Regions from separate parts of the Mus musculus genome. Here region 2 is linked to region 1. A link is a contact called in public Hi-C data. All regions are on one chromosome and are shown on one strand. Each heading gives the region's core, a stretch centred on a gene start, on an enhancer-like site or on the middle of the called end of the contact. The rest is flanking DNA. Distances are from core to core; before and after follow the strand shown.

Evidence for each region. Hi-C and Micro-C count contacts between places; a contact is called where the count stands out from the background.
Region 2: a contact with region 1 is called in a Hi-C map of cerebellar granule neurons, with 2.0 times the contacts expected there. The contact joins two enhancer-like sites. A contact is called at or near these places in 2 of 484 Hi-C or Micro-C datasets (cerebellar granule neurons and cerebral cortex), 1 of 115 datasets of contacts at active chromatin or transcription factors (embryonic stem cells) and 2 of 9 other capture datasets (embryonic stem cells and pancreatic islet).

What each region holds. Positions count from the first base shown.
Region 1 is chr7:64,446,921-64,453,301 of GRCm38.p6, forward strand. No RefSeq gene overlaps it. Among named protein-coding and RNA genes, the nearest start is that of Apba2, 52 kb to the right of the region's middle. Within about 2 kb of position 4,706, at least 43 of the 459 cell types and tissues checked have an H3K27ac peak or open chromatin away from gene starts, as enhancers often do. A contact at or near this core is called in cerebellar granule neurons and cerebral cortex, where this site is marked.
Region 2 is chr7:64,725,015-64,731,898 of GRCm38.p6, forward strand. The region is part of intron 6 of Apba2 (amyloid beta (A4) precursor protein-binding, family A, member 2); the gene reads left to right. Among named protein-coding and RNA genes, the nearest start is that of Nsmce3, 140 kb to the right of the region's middle. Within about 2 kb of position 3,462, at least 29 of the 459 cell types and tissues checked have an H3K27ac peak or open chromatin away from gene starts, as enhancers often do. A contact at or near this core is called in cerebellar granule neurons and cerebral cortex, where this site is marked.

The DNA of each region.
Region 1 (6,381 bases), core at 3,456-5,955:
GTCCTTGTAGTATGATAGCCCATCCTTTGCATATAAGCCCAGGAACAGTATAGCTGGGTCTTGAGGTTGGTCTATTCCCAATTTTCTCAGAAACTGCCAAATAGATTTCCAAAGGGGCTGTATAAGTTTGTAGTCCCACTAGCAATGGAGGAGTGTTCCTCTTGCTCTACATTCTTTGCAGCATGAGCTATTGTTTGAGGTTTTTTTTTTTTTTTTAATCTTAGCCATTCTGATACATGTAAGATGGTATCTTAGAGTCATTTTGATTTGCAGTTCCCTGACAATGGAAATGGGGGGAGAGGGCAGGATCTCTGCAATGAGCTAGAGACCCAAGGCAATGGAAACTCCTAGGTATCTATGAGGGTGACCCTAGCTAAGACTCATAGCAATGGGGGATATGGAGTCTGAACCAGCCATCTCCTGCAAGACTTCCAAAGGAGGGATTGTGTTACTAATTCAGCCACAAAACCTTCAATGTACAATTTGTCTTGTCTACAAGATGTACAAGGGTAAAGATGGAGCAGAAATGGAGGGAATAGCCAACCGATTATTGGTCCAATTTGAGACTCATGCTATCAGAGGGAGCCCACACATGACACTGCTAATGACACTCTGCTACACTTGCAGGCAGGAGCATAACTGTCGTTAGGCTTTGAAGGAACCCCCGAAGGGAGACCCTCACTCCAGTCTCAGGAATCGCGAGCCCAGAAAGTCACAACAGTCAAGCTTGCTGCAAACACATGAGGTTTTAATGGCACACAAACCAGTATGCTGAGGTCGAGACCCATACACCATGCAGGGGTAGAGGAGTCCGACCACGACCCTATTTTCCAGCAGGCTTATAAAGGCAAAAAACACAACCTAGTGGGAGGATCGGAGAGGAAATAGGGGAAGTCTAGGGGCGGATATTTATTTCAAGGCACCTGGGACATTGAAACATTCTGTGGCTGTTTTTCCCAAAAGTTCTGGGGAATTAGGCCATCTGGCTGGGGGCTGGGGCCCATGTTCTCAGGGCAGTCATTATTTTATTTTATTTTTTATTCTTCAGCTTCACCCAGAAACTGATAGAAACTGATGGTGAAACCTATCAGAGAGGTCAAGGACACCACAAGAAAACCTATATTACCAACTAATCAGGGCCCACAGGGGCTCAGGGAGACTGAACTGCCTTCTAGAAAGCATGCCCGGGACGTACCTAAGCCCTCTGCACATATGTGACAGTTGTGTAACTTGATCTTCATGTGGCACTACTATTAGTGGGAGCAAGGCCGGTCTCTGATTCTGTTGCCTGACTTTGGGACTCTTTCCCACTATTAGGCTGCCTCTTCTAGGCTCAACAGAAGAAGATGCACCTAGTTTTACTGTAACTTGATGTTCCAAGACTGGTTGAAATTTACAGGAGGCCTCCCTTTTTCTGAAGAGGAGTAGTTTAGGGGCATTGACTGAGAGGAGAGGAGGGAGGGGAAACTGTGGTCAGAATGTAAAACAAATTAATTAATTAAAATAAATAAAAATAACATTTTAAGACAAAGAGGAATTATTGCAAAATTTTACCTAATTGTTTCTGTTAATGTAGAGAAATATGGTTGAATTTTAACAACATTATCTTTATATTACTAATATGAGTAATAATATTAGAGCATGTATTGCTTAAAAAATTTTAAAATGAATTTTATTTGTATGAATGAGTTCTTTGTCTGCATATATGTCAACACACCATGGCCTAGTACCCTTGGAGTCCAGAAGAGGCCATCGGATCCCCTGGGACTGAGGTCATGGGTGTTTGTGATTTGCCAGGTGGGTGCTGGAGGTTGATCCTGGATCCTCTGCAAGAGCAGTCAGTGCTCTTATCCTCGAAGCCATCTCTCCAGGTCCTTATAGATTATACCTATGTTTCTTTTAATTCTAGACATCATCTGCAAATAGTTACATTAACTAAAAACTTTAATAATTATATAATGTGACAATTACTTAATACCCAATTCTAAAAACATAGAATTTGTTTATGTGTTATGTGTCCTTGGTGCCCTGGAAAGAGCTGTGAAGTGTATTTTGAACTGAAAGTGAATTGTGTTGATTTTGATAGGCACTGTCTGGTCTATTGTTTTGTTTTATTTTTTTTTCTTTTGAGAGAGAGAGAGAGACAGAGAGAGACAGAGACAGAGAGAGAAGAGACACCAGTATTCCTTTTTGAGTTTATGTGCATCTTGTGTGTGCACTTTCCCAGAGAGGTCAGAAGAGGGCATCAGATCATTTGCTCTGGGGTTATAGATGCTTGTCAGCTGCCTGACGTGAGGTCTGGGAATTAGACTTGGGATCTTTTGCAAGAGCATCGAGTGTTCTTAACCTCTTAACTATCTCTTCAGACCTTTGTTTTGTATTTTTGAGAGAGTTTCTTTATGTGGCCTTAAACTCACTACTATCCTCCTGCCTCAATCTCACCACCATGTCTGCTTTTCCTCCTCCTACTCCTCCTCCTCTTCCTCCTCTTCCTCCTCCTTCTTCTTTAAGAAGAAAATTACTATTTTAAGTCCAAGGAGGACTCTTCCTCCTCCTCTTCTTCCTCTTCTTCTTCCTCCTCCTCTTCTCCTTGAGACAAGGTCACTCTCTCTAGCCCTGGATGTCTTGAAACTCAAAATTTAGAGATATTTGGCCTCAAACTTAGAGATCCCCGTGCCTCTGCCTCCTGAGCGCCAAAATCAAGGGCGCATGTCACCACTCCTGGCCTCAGGAGTCTGTTTTTTATCACTAGTCTCAAGCATGAATTTACTACTTTCCTTTAACCTATTTTATTTGCCATATCTCTGATGTCCCCTTGAGGGAGGGAGTGATTTTATTACGTGAACACACAATGTTGTGTTGATAGTAGATGAATCATGACTCCATAGAGAAGTTAAGTTCTATAGGCCAGCTCCCAGGGCTGTAGGCCAATGCAGATCAGAGTGGGGAGAAGGCTCAATGTCCTGGACTCTAGCTGGGCCCATGAGCTCATTCCAGCACTTTTGTGAGGTTTTCTCTCCTGTCCTAAGTCCTCCATACTGCTGCCTGTTGTAGACCTTGTGTCCCAGGCTTCTGCTGCCAGCTCTGTGTGTCTCATCACCAAACTGTGGTCAGCTTCGAGCTCTCATCTGGTTGGGTTGTGTCTGTATCCACCAGGCTTCTCTTCTCAGGGTGTTCCCATGGCCCTGCCGTGGTTTGTCTCCCAAGGGTTTATGTGATGAAGGTTTTGTTCCCAGTGGGATAGTACTGAAATGTGGTGGGGCCTTTGTGTGAGAATGGAGGCAAGTCTCTTGAGGTGGGCTGGGTCTCAGGAAATTCCATACAGCAGGCTGCTATGACTGAGCCTGGCTCCTCCCTGGTCTCCTACTCCCTCTCTAGTCCTGCATCTCAGTCTCTTCCCTGCTGCCCCTTCCATGTGGTGCTATGTGCTATGAGGGTCACACTGCTTCCTTGGAGTTCAACAACCACGAGGAATGAGAGCCCGTTTTCCTCTCTAAGATACCGAGTCTCCGTTATTTGGTTATGGCAGCAGTATCTAGTCCCTCAGCAGCCTTTCTTATCCTCCGTGTGTGGAATATCCGCTCCATAGAATGTGCCTAGTGTTCTCAGTGGCTCTAAAGCCCAGCGTTTCTTAGTCCTAAGTGTGTACCAGAATCATCCGGTGGGCTGGTAGGCGAGTTAAAGACTGCACTGCGCTGAGAATTTTTGGGTTAGTGGATCTGGGGTGAGGCCTGGGATTTTGTCCATGACATCAGCTATGAGGCGATGCTCACACTGCGGATTGGGAAGCAGTGTGAAACCCACTGACCGAGGCCCCGAGCGAGCGGGGAACCAAATGCGGTTCACTCCTTTTGTCTTTCATTTCTGAAGCGTTAATTGAAGCAAATTTGAAGCCAGGAAATTGTGTATGCTCTGATCTTTGCCAACTTGGGGATCGTACTCACAGCCAGTAATCTGAGCTGTTGCACGGGGAGAAGGGTGGGGTTCCTGGGAAATACCACACATGGACGGGTACATCTAACTTAGCTGCTGTTGGGAGGCGAGAGCCTGCTGTTCCAGTAGATAAACATACTATGTCATTGTGACCGATATGCTTTCTTCCCTGTAGTTGTTTTTCTCACTAAGCAGAGTAGACTCTGGGACTTAGCTGGAATCTGGCGCAGTCACCCAGAGAACACAAATGTCACACACACTATGAGGTTCAGAAGGACCTCGGAAGAAGAAGATCGAAGAACTTCAGATATCTCAAATGGGCAAAGATGGAAGTAAAAAAAAAAAATCCAGGTAGCCTGCCTCGCCGCACCCTCAGTTAGCAGGAGTTACTCCAGCATTGCATCTAGGTCCAGAGGTCCCTCTGGTGATCCTCCACCTTCCTTCACTGCCTTCTTATGCAAATGAGCCCTCACAAGTCACATACTATAGATGGCCTGGTATACTGGCTTGGTATTCGAAATAACTTAAATCTCAAACATGTGTTAAAATGTGAAACTCCACTAAGGTGTAGGAGGAAGACACAGGATATAGTAAATGCAAGTTCAGGGTTCTCATAGCAACCATGGAAACATATTGGAGCACCCTCTTCCTCAACCTGGCCCTCCTTCAGCTCTGCCTGTCTCCAGGAAGGCCACCATCTTCCCTCTCACTGCACAAGCCAGAGAATGGAGAGGAATCCTGGCAGGGCCGCTCCCTCAGCAGACCTCCCGCTAAGAGCACGCACACACTCACACACAGGCAGCTGACAAAGGCCTCTTTCTTTAGCTCTCAGTCCATCTGCCATCCGCTATCTCCCCCATCCCCCTTCATCTGGGCTTGCAGCATCCACTCTGGTCCCCACAATCTGTTCTGCACTTGGCAAAAAGAGTGTTATGCACTTGTGTGTCTATTGATTATCTATCTATCTATCTATCTATCTATCTATCTATCTATCTATCTATCATCTATCTGTCTATCAAAAGCACACCTGTGCTAACAGAATCATAGAAGCATGGCAAAAGATTCTCTGCCTCATACACAGTGAAGCAGACTGGCTCCAGGACACCCTGAGCTGCTATTTCTTACTGACCAGATTGGCAGAGATGAGAATGGTTTTATAACACTGTTGATGGTTGGGGGGCAGAGGGAGTGGTCAGCAGACACTGTTATATGAATCATGGCCCCTGAACGGGGAGGTTTCTGGTCCACAGTACTGTTGCTATGGTAGTTGGCAAGTTTGGTCCAAGTTACACATCCTGATATGGCTTGACCCACTTCTAGGTACTTATAGGGTAGAGTGTTTGTGATGACAACAGTTCGTAATGCACGTGGGTATAAACAATCTAACAGTGAATCACGAGGTGCTGGGTGGAGGGCACATCTGTTCATGGAATTCTATAGAGCTTTAAAAACACCCAAAAAAATCGTCTATGTTCCTTACCATATATGGGTATGTGAAAAAGGGACTTTGGAAAGGTGGTGTGAACCTACATATCTTTTTATCAGGCTCTTAGGGAAACAACAGGGCCCAGTGACGTAAAACCCTAACAAGCCAACCAGGGAGGAGGCCACCCACTCCTTATGTCCTCTGTTGCTCCTTCAGAACTTCAAACCAGACTCATTGCACTGCCCATTCCAAAGCGGTGCACAAGTCTTTCAATGCATGCTGTCAGCACTGACCAGGTAACTAGCACTTAGTGGTGCCTCACAATTTGTTGAATGGACAACATGCTCTCCCCCTACAGAGCACGTACCATGCTTAGCCATACTGTGATTTCAGGTGCACTTGCTCCAGGCCTGGCTGCCAGCCAAGGGTACTCCTGGGAATTTGAGGGATTTGGGGATACCAGATGCTTTCTGTCTTTCTTTTCGCTTTCCAGCCTCCATAAGATGAACAGTGTGTTTGCCCAGTGCTCCCTGCCATGATATACCCCATCCCCCACCCCCACCCCCCATCCCAAACAGTTGAGTCAGTCACAGGTGGAAACTGTAAAACTCTGGGCCCAAATAAACCTTTTAGCCCTCTAAGTTGATGGTCTCCATTATTTTCCAGGATAATTCTTTGCATAAAATGTTGCTCCCAGAGTTGGCAAGCTAACTAGCTCAGCTGCCACCCAGGCCCAGAGCCAGGGTTTGAGTTGGCCCACCCCAAAGTCTACGTCATCTGTGAGCTGTTGGGACACTTGAGGGGGCCAGTCCTGCTGATCCAAAGCTGCAGGATCTCCATGACACAGAGCAACAACAGGATCAAGTATTGATGGTATCACAGAAGCCAGAGACCTCAAACCAGACCAATAACTCATTGCAATGAACATTTACAAGGGAAGATGTGTGGACAGAGGGACAGAGGGATATACTGTGGGACACAATGTAATACGCTACAGCTTCTGTGAGGAGATGTTTTCTATG
Region 2 (6,884 bases), core at 2,212-4,711, 280 kb after region 1:
GATTAGCAATCAAGACAAGCCCCCACAGACATGCCCACATCTGATCTAGACAGTTCCTCCAGGGAGGCTGGTTCAGAGGACGCATCATGCTGAAAATTAAAGCTGGCCATGACTGGTTTCTTTTTCATAGCAGTCTTGTTGACACACAGTATAAATCTGCATCGTTCACCTGATGGCACTTTTTGCACCCTAGGCTAGTATGGTTGCTTCCCGATGGCATTGTCTGCATGGTCCTCTGTCTATGCCCAGGAAAATGGTCAGGGTTTAGATATGGAGCAGTCATAATCAGTCTGATTGTGTGGGTAGAACTTCATAAATATCATCTTTTATTAGGAAGCTCACAGAACCTGGTTATCTCTCTTTTGATGATTTTAGTGACAATCAATGATCATTGTCTAGATCCATTTACTGGTTACTGTGATAGCATCCTTTCCTGGCTGTTGGTTCTGTGAACTTCTATATGGACAAACTTCTCCATGTCAGGCATTTGGTTATCCTGATTATAGTGCACACAAGAAAAGCTGGCAAAGTCTTGAATCCTTCACTTTAGCAATGTTTAATAGAGTGGGTTTCCCCACCAACCTGTAAAAGTATAAACAGTGGGCTTAGGGACTATCACTGGGCATCCTTGGGTCACAGCCTGATGAAGTGGCCCTGAAGACATCTTGCTTATAGATGCCTCCATACCTCTAATCAACTGGCCTTTGGAGGTTAGTTCCTAAGTCTTCTCGTGGCAGCCTTAGTGTGTTCCAATAGTCTGACATAATTTATTTATTTTGTCCTGGGAGTGAAGTCAATTATTTATTTTATCGTGGAACAAGGTGAAGTACTGCTTAGAGACTAAAATCTGGGTGAGGTTGAGGCTCCTTGCTGCAGAGCTTAGGAAGTAGTCACATGTGGTATGTGGCACAAAGCTCACAGCAACCCCAATTCCTGATACTTACTGCCATGCATACCCCTCACCCTGACCATGAGCTGGTAAAAGAGTTGAATAGGATGTTGCTTCCAAGATTAGGTTATAGACAGAGCAGTTTGTGCTTCTCTCCCTCTTGCTTGTTCTGTAAGGGAGCCAAGCTGCTGTGCTATGGTCCTCAGCTGCCCTCCAGAGAGGCCAGCAGGCAAGGGACCTAAGTCTCTGCCAACAGCCCTGGCAGGGAAGTTGGAATTGGTTTTTCTTGTTCAGCCCTAAGATCGTAACAGGCTTCACAATTACCTTGACTACAGCCTCCATGGAGATTCTGAGCCAGAGGCCCCAGCTGAGCCATAGCTGGAGTCCCAAGATAATAAGTGTTTGATGTTTTAAGCCACTAAATTCGGGGGTAATTTTTATGCAATTATACTCAATAAACAATAACTAGTATGCTATATTTTCAAAGTTGCACTGCATAATGATTCACAGGGACATTTTTCCTGGGGCTTCGGAGTCCTTGCACTTGAGCTTTCTTGTTCCTTTGTCCCAGGTTCCAATTCTCAATGGGATTGGGGTTATGCTTTTGTCTTAACTCTGCTACTCACGCTCCAGTTCCAGAGACAGCAGTATCGATGTTGCCAAGGATGCAGCCCAGAGGCTCAGTGAGGAGTTCCTGGCTTTTATTCTTGTCTTTCCAGCACAGCCCAGCAGCAATGGACCACCAAATGGCCTCAAGTGGGGGAAGGAACCATCTCCATGCCCGGGGAGGCTCTGGGACCTATAGTTCCTCCCTTCCCATAACACCCTATCCTAGATCCATGCTGTGCCCGTGGCAGCTTTTTGTAATGCTTGGGAGACATAGTTAGTTTTTTGATTATGTCACAAATGAGTATTCAGATTCATTTACCCCCCCCCTTTTTTTGAATTCTTAGAAACAAGCATTTGGGGCTGGAGAGATGGCTCAGTGGTTAAGAGCACTGACTGCTCTTCCAGAGGTCCTGAGTTCAATTCCCAGCAACCACATGGTGGCTCACAACCATCTGTAAGGGATCCAGCGCCCTCTTGTCAAGAGTGCAGGTCTACATGGAAGTAGAGCACTCGAATACATTAAATAAATAAATAAATAAATAAATAAATAAATTTTTCCTTTTTTTAAAAAAACAAAATCTAGTTCAATAAACACCAAGCTTTTGTCAGTATGACTATGACTCTGCAAAGTGCTTGCATGGGTCTAAGATAAACACACAACACAGGGCATGCATAAAGGTGTTCAGTCCCGGCTGCTTCCCTCTTACCTTCTCTGTAGAAGCCTTCCCCATATAGACAGCCATATATAACATTTAACATAGTTAGTAGCATAGTCTTTTTAAGTTTCATATAGGGTCTTATGGGGGGGTCATTCGATGTTTCTTTACATACTTGGTTTATGCAATGGTTAATGTTTCATGTACCATCATTGTCAGCTTCTCTCCCCTCTTTCAGTGAGAGGCAGAGAATTTAGGTTTCCTCTCTCCACCACGCCTTTCTCCTAAACACCGGTCCTAGCCACTCACTCAGGTCCCGCATGGCTCTAGTCACCTTCCAGGCTGCTCCATCAGACCCCAGTGTAGGATGGCTGTGCCCGGGGAGCTCCCAGGATTTTGCGTTCACAAACAGTGCCACAGAAAATGCCCCTTCCTGTTTGTCCAGGTTTTATTTTTAATTTATTATCCTTTTTTCTTAGAAGTCATCCACCCGGATACAGGCTAATACTAGGGTGTCCTTGGCAGAGCTGGAGACTGACCTGCACTAGGCCCTGATCTTTTCTCCTCTGCCAAGGCTTCTCCTCCTTCTGCAGCCACTGACCCTTGTCACTCACTGTATTCTAAAGTACCACACTGTATCACTGTGACTTGTCCCTGTCCACGACAGTCCTGCCTGTCTCAGGCCTGGATTTACAGGTAGCGCCATCTGTTAGTAGCTGAGGCCACTGTGTTCAGGGGGCTTCTTGGAGGAAGGAGCTGCTACAGAGCTGAGCCTTGCTCTGGAATAAGCTGGTGTGAACAGGAGAGCACAGTAGGCCTTAGAGCCTTCCCAGCCAGCCTGGAAGCGATTCCTTCCACACTTAGGGGCTCCTTCTCATGGATTGGCTTTTCATTGACCTGGGTGGCTACCCTGGTATGTGGACTTAAAAGAGTAACACACCCCTCCCCCCAGAATGACACATCAGATGGGTGGCCTTTCTGAGGCTGTGGAAACAGGTGTCTGTCCCTCTGTACCATAGTCCTCACAAGATCTGAGGCCTATTCTCTACCCCCCTCTCCCTCCCACTGTATCCATCTGTCTGTCTCATATCTCTGCACACTTGCAATCCTCTTTTTCTCCTTGGAGCCAGAACTGGGGAATGGCTCACAGTCTGTCCCTGCCCACGTGCTTCACCCCATGGGCTGGCTCCCACCTGCTATTCCTTGAAATGGCTCCAAGGTCACCGCTGGCTGACTTGTCAGGATGCCCAGTACATGGGAGCCCCTTGTAGATGGCCTCCTGCCAGCCGGGTACAGATGGGCCTGTGTCTCTCTCTAAGCCCCTTCTCGTCATGATGCCTGGCAAAGCTAGTTCCTGGGGCCTCCTTCCACCCCCTTGCCCCATGTCCTCCTCGCAGTGACTCACCCATGCCCATAGCTTCAGTTGGCACCCCTCAAAGCTCATTCTTAATCTCTCGTCTAACGTGGGCGTCCTCCTGAGCTGTACCTGGAAGGTGTCCTGGCTCCTGCAGCTAATGGTCCAAAATCCTCACTCCAGAAGCCAGTCCTTTGCCAAGGGACCCCTCATAGTAAGTAGACACCCCAGTCATCCCTCCCAACCTCACTTCACATTCAGTGCAAATTTTGACTAGATCTTTCAACCCCCATCATCTTCCTGGTCTACACCATCTCTTGCTTGCTTGGACCACTGCAGTGGCCGCTCACCCACTTAGCAGCTTTCTGTTCTTCCTCTCGGTTGTTTGTCTCTCTAGAGGAAGTGGTGCAGTTGGGCCATGTCCCCGGCTGGTAACCTGAAATGACAGTCTCTGGAATGGCTCCAGAGTTCTCACATCTGGCCAGTGTTTACTTTACACTTTGACTTATTCCAACTGCTGACTCATTCCTTGCATCAGGTCAACTGGGCATCCTTTGGTCCTTCTGAATTGGTTCTCTCTCTGTGACCCCAGGACCTTTGTGCCTGCTCTTGCCTTAGCCTAGAAGGTTCTCTTTGGCATGCTGATCCCTTCTACTCACAGGCAGTCTCCTCCTGTTCCTTTAGCTTTTGAGGCCACACCTTCCCTTCCTGGTGTGCACCACAATTTTTCCTGATGAGTTTCTGTTGTCCTGTGGTCTGCTGTCAGCCTCACCCTCTGGCCAGTGAGCCATGTTTTAGGACATCACAAGTCCTCACAGGCAGGATACTGATTTGGAGAAAGCCATTTGACCTTGCTTAACATGGCCCTTCTCATAAAATGGGATAATGAGGTTGGTTTCATGGAACTGTAAATGACTGATGGCCGGGACCCTGCTGTCACACAGGGCTGGTGAGTCAGACAAAGCAGTGCACCTGGGGCCTCCCAGCTACACAAAGTTCTACTCATTTGGCTCTGTGCTCCAGCCCCACAACCATACCCTGGGGCACCCAGGCAGAAGTGGGAAGGTTTGGTGCTCAGGAGATATAACGGACTTGGCTGGCGTGCTGGCAGCCTCTGCCCACTCCTTACACGCAGGATTTATTGTCCCACCCTGGTAGCATGGCAGAGATGTGTGATACCGGGTACAGCTCCATAAGACCTCAGCACTTCCCTGTCCACAGAGCTGACAAGAAGCTGCAGGTCCAAGTGCATACCCCAGGACCACACAGAGAGCACAAGAACTCTGCACAGGACAGCAGGCTCGCTAAATAAGCTGCAAACAAAGGCTGCTTCCAGCAGGGAAGGAAGAACAGTATATCACACCCCTCTCAACTGCACACAGGGGACATGCACCTTGTGAGTCAGAGGTACATCAAGCAGGGGCAAGCTGCCCTCTGGGGACTCAGGTTCACCTGTCTGTTAAGCATGTGTAGTTGTTCGCTCTCAGTCGCCCTCTGCTGGTGTCAGCTAAGGGTTGTTGCCAGAGTTTGGCAAAGGAAGAGCAAGCGCTCTTTGTACAAAGGGTCTGCGCCCTCCACTGGTCTCAGATTAGTGAGAAGTAACAGTCCTGTCAGCAAAGATGAAAACATGAGCGTGAGCCTCATCGAGGTCCAGAAAGCTGGTCAGGTCGCCTAGATAACTGGCAGGAGTCATGGGGCAGCAGCTTCTAAAAGTGGGAGTCAGATTCAGAAGACAAGACCTGCCCCAGTCCCTCTCCCTCCCTTCCAAAGAATGGCGGACACCTCCATAGTATAGGTCATAAGTATTGGCTGAGACTCACTAAGGGCAGAAGTCCCTGCACCATCCATGGGACACAGTATTATACCCATCTCCTCTTTACACACACACACACACACACACACACACACACACTCACACACACACTTATACAGAGGTGGGGTGAGGGAAGGAAGGGGGGAAGAGATTATTATTGTATTGGGCCCCACTTGGAGGATGCAGGCCTGTGAGATGCCCGTTGGCCAGTAGACATTTCTGATCCATCTTCACTGGAGAGAATGAAGCTTATGGTGAGAAAACTGATGTCCTTCAGCCTGAAGCCTCAGAGGTCACAGTGGAATGCCCTGCATTGATAGTTCCTGCCCCTTATGTTGGGTGCCCTCAGAACCCCCTGGCTGGTCCACCTGTACAAAGGCCATAGCTGCCACCAGCCAGTTCCAGACCCAGGGCTACGGTGCCTTTGATCACAAGAAGGAGCCTGATTAGACTCTGACCATGGAGAGCTGCAGGATCAGTGAGGCTGTCTTGTCCTTGGAGGCAGGGTGTGGGAGACTTTTCGTGAGAAAGCTAGTGTGGGTATATGACCTTTCCAGAAGTGCTTGACCTGGAAAACCCCCAGCTGGGGAGGAGTCTCCTGACTGTGCTCTCTTCTACTGTGGCTATCTTTGGTTTGAGCATACCTGTACCAATCCTGGGTCTGACTGAGTTCTCATGGCCTGCTCAGATGCTGAGCAGGGTCCTTGATTCACCCCCTGAAGTCTCAGTTGTACACTCAGAGCAAGGTCAGAGTCTCAGGGGCCATAGGCTTGCGAGCCCAAGTCTGGATTCCTTCTCTTTATTCTTTGACCATTTGATACATGTATATAATTAACTTTGGTTATTTTTATACCCTGTTACCTACCCTATCTCACCCCTCCTTTTCCCCCTGAAACCCTTCGTTCCCAACAAGCCCACCCTCCCCTCCCATGTCTTTGTGACTTTTGTGTTCATGGTATGTGTGAGAGAGAGAGGGATGGGAGGGAGGAGAGAGAGGAAGAATCACACTAAGTTTCTTGGCAGCTTGTATGGCATGGACGGGCTTTATTTACTGGGACATGAGCAACTTGTCAGTGGTCACACCACTCAAGAGTGACTCCCCTTCCCACGCAACCATTTATAGATCTTGGGGAGGGGAAACCTCACGAGCCCTTACTTCTTTCAGGATAAAATGTTGATGGACCCAGTCTTATACCGGTGACCACAGCTGCCTCAAGTTCATGAGCCCTTTCTCTGAATGGCTCTCGTTCCAGGAGTTTCTCTGGGAGCAGTGACCCCTCTGCTCCCTCTGTCCCTCATAAGAGTGAAGTAGCTGGCTCACAAATGCTGTCACCCTGGGACTAAGCACCTGGCCATCAGATGCTAGACTTGCCTCCCTATGGGTGCCAGCCAATCCCTCAGACCTAGTAGCCACCTTCTCCTCTCATCTGAGTTTGGACTAAGATACTCAGACAGGTGGTTGCATCAATAGCTGAAGGTGCCTTCCACGGAAGCTATTCCTTCCCACTCAGAGCCATGAGCTCCTCATTGCTGGAAGCTCACACCTCTCTGCTCCCAAGAGCC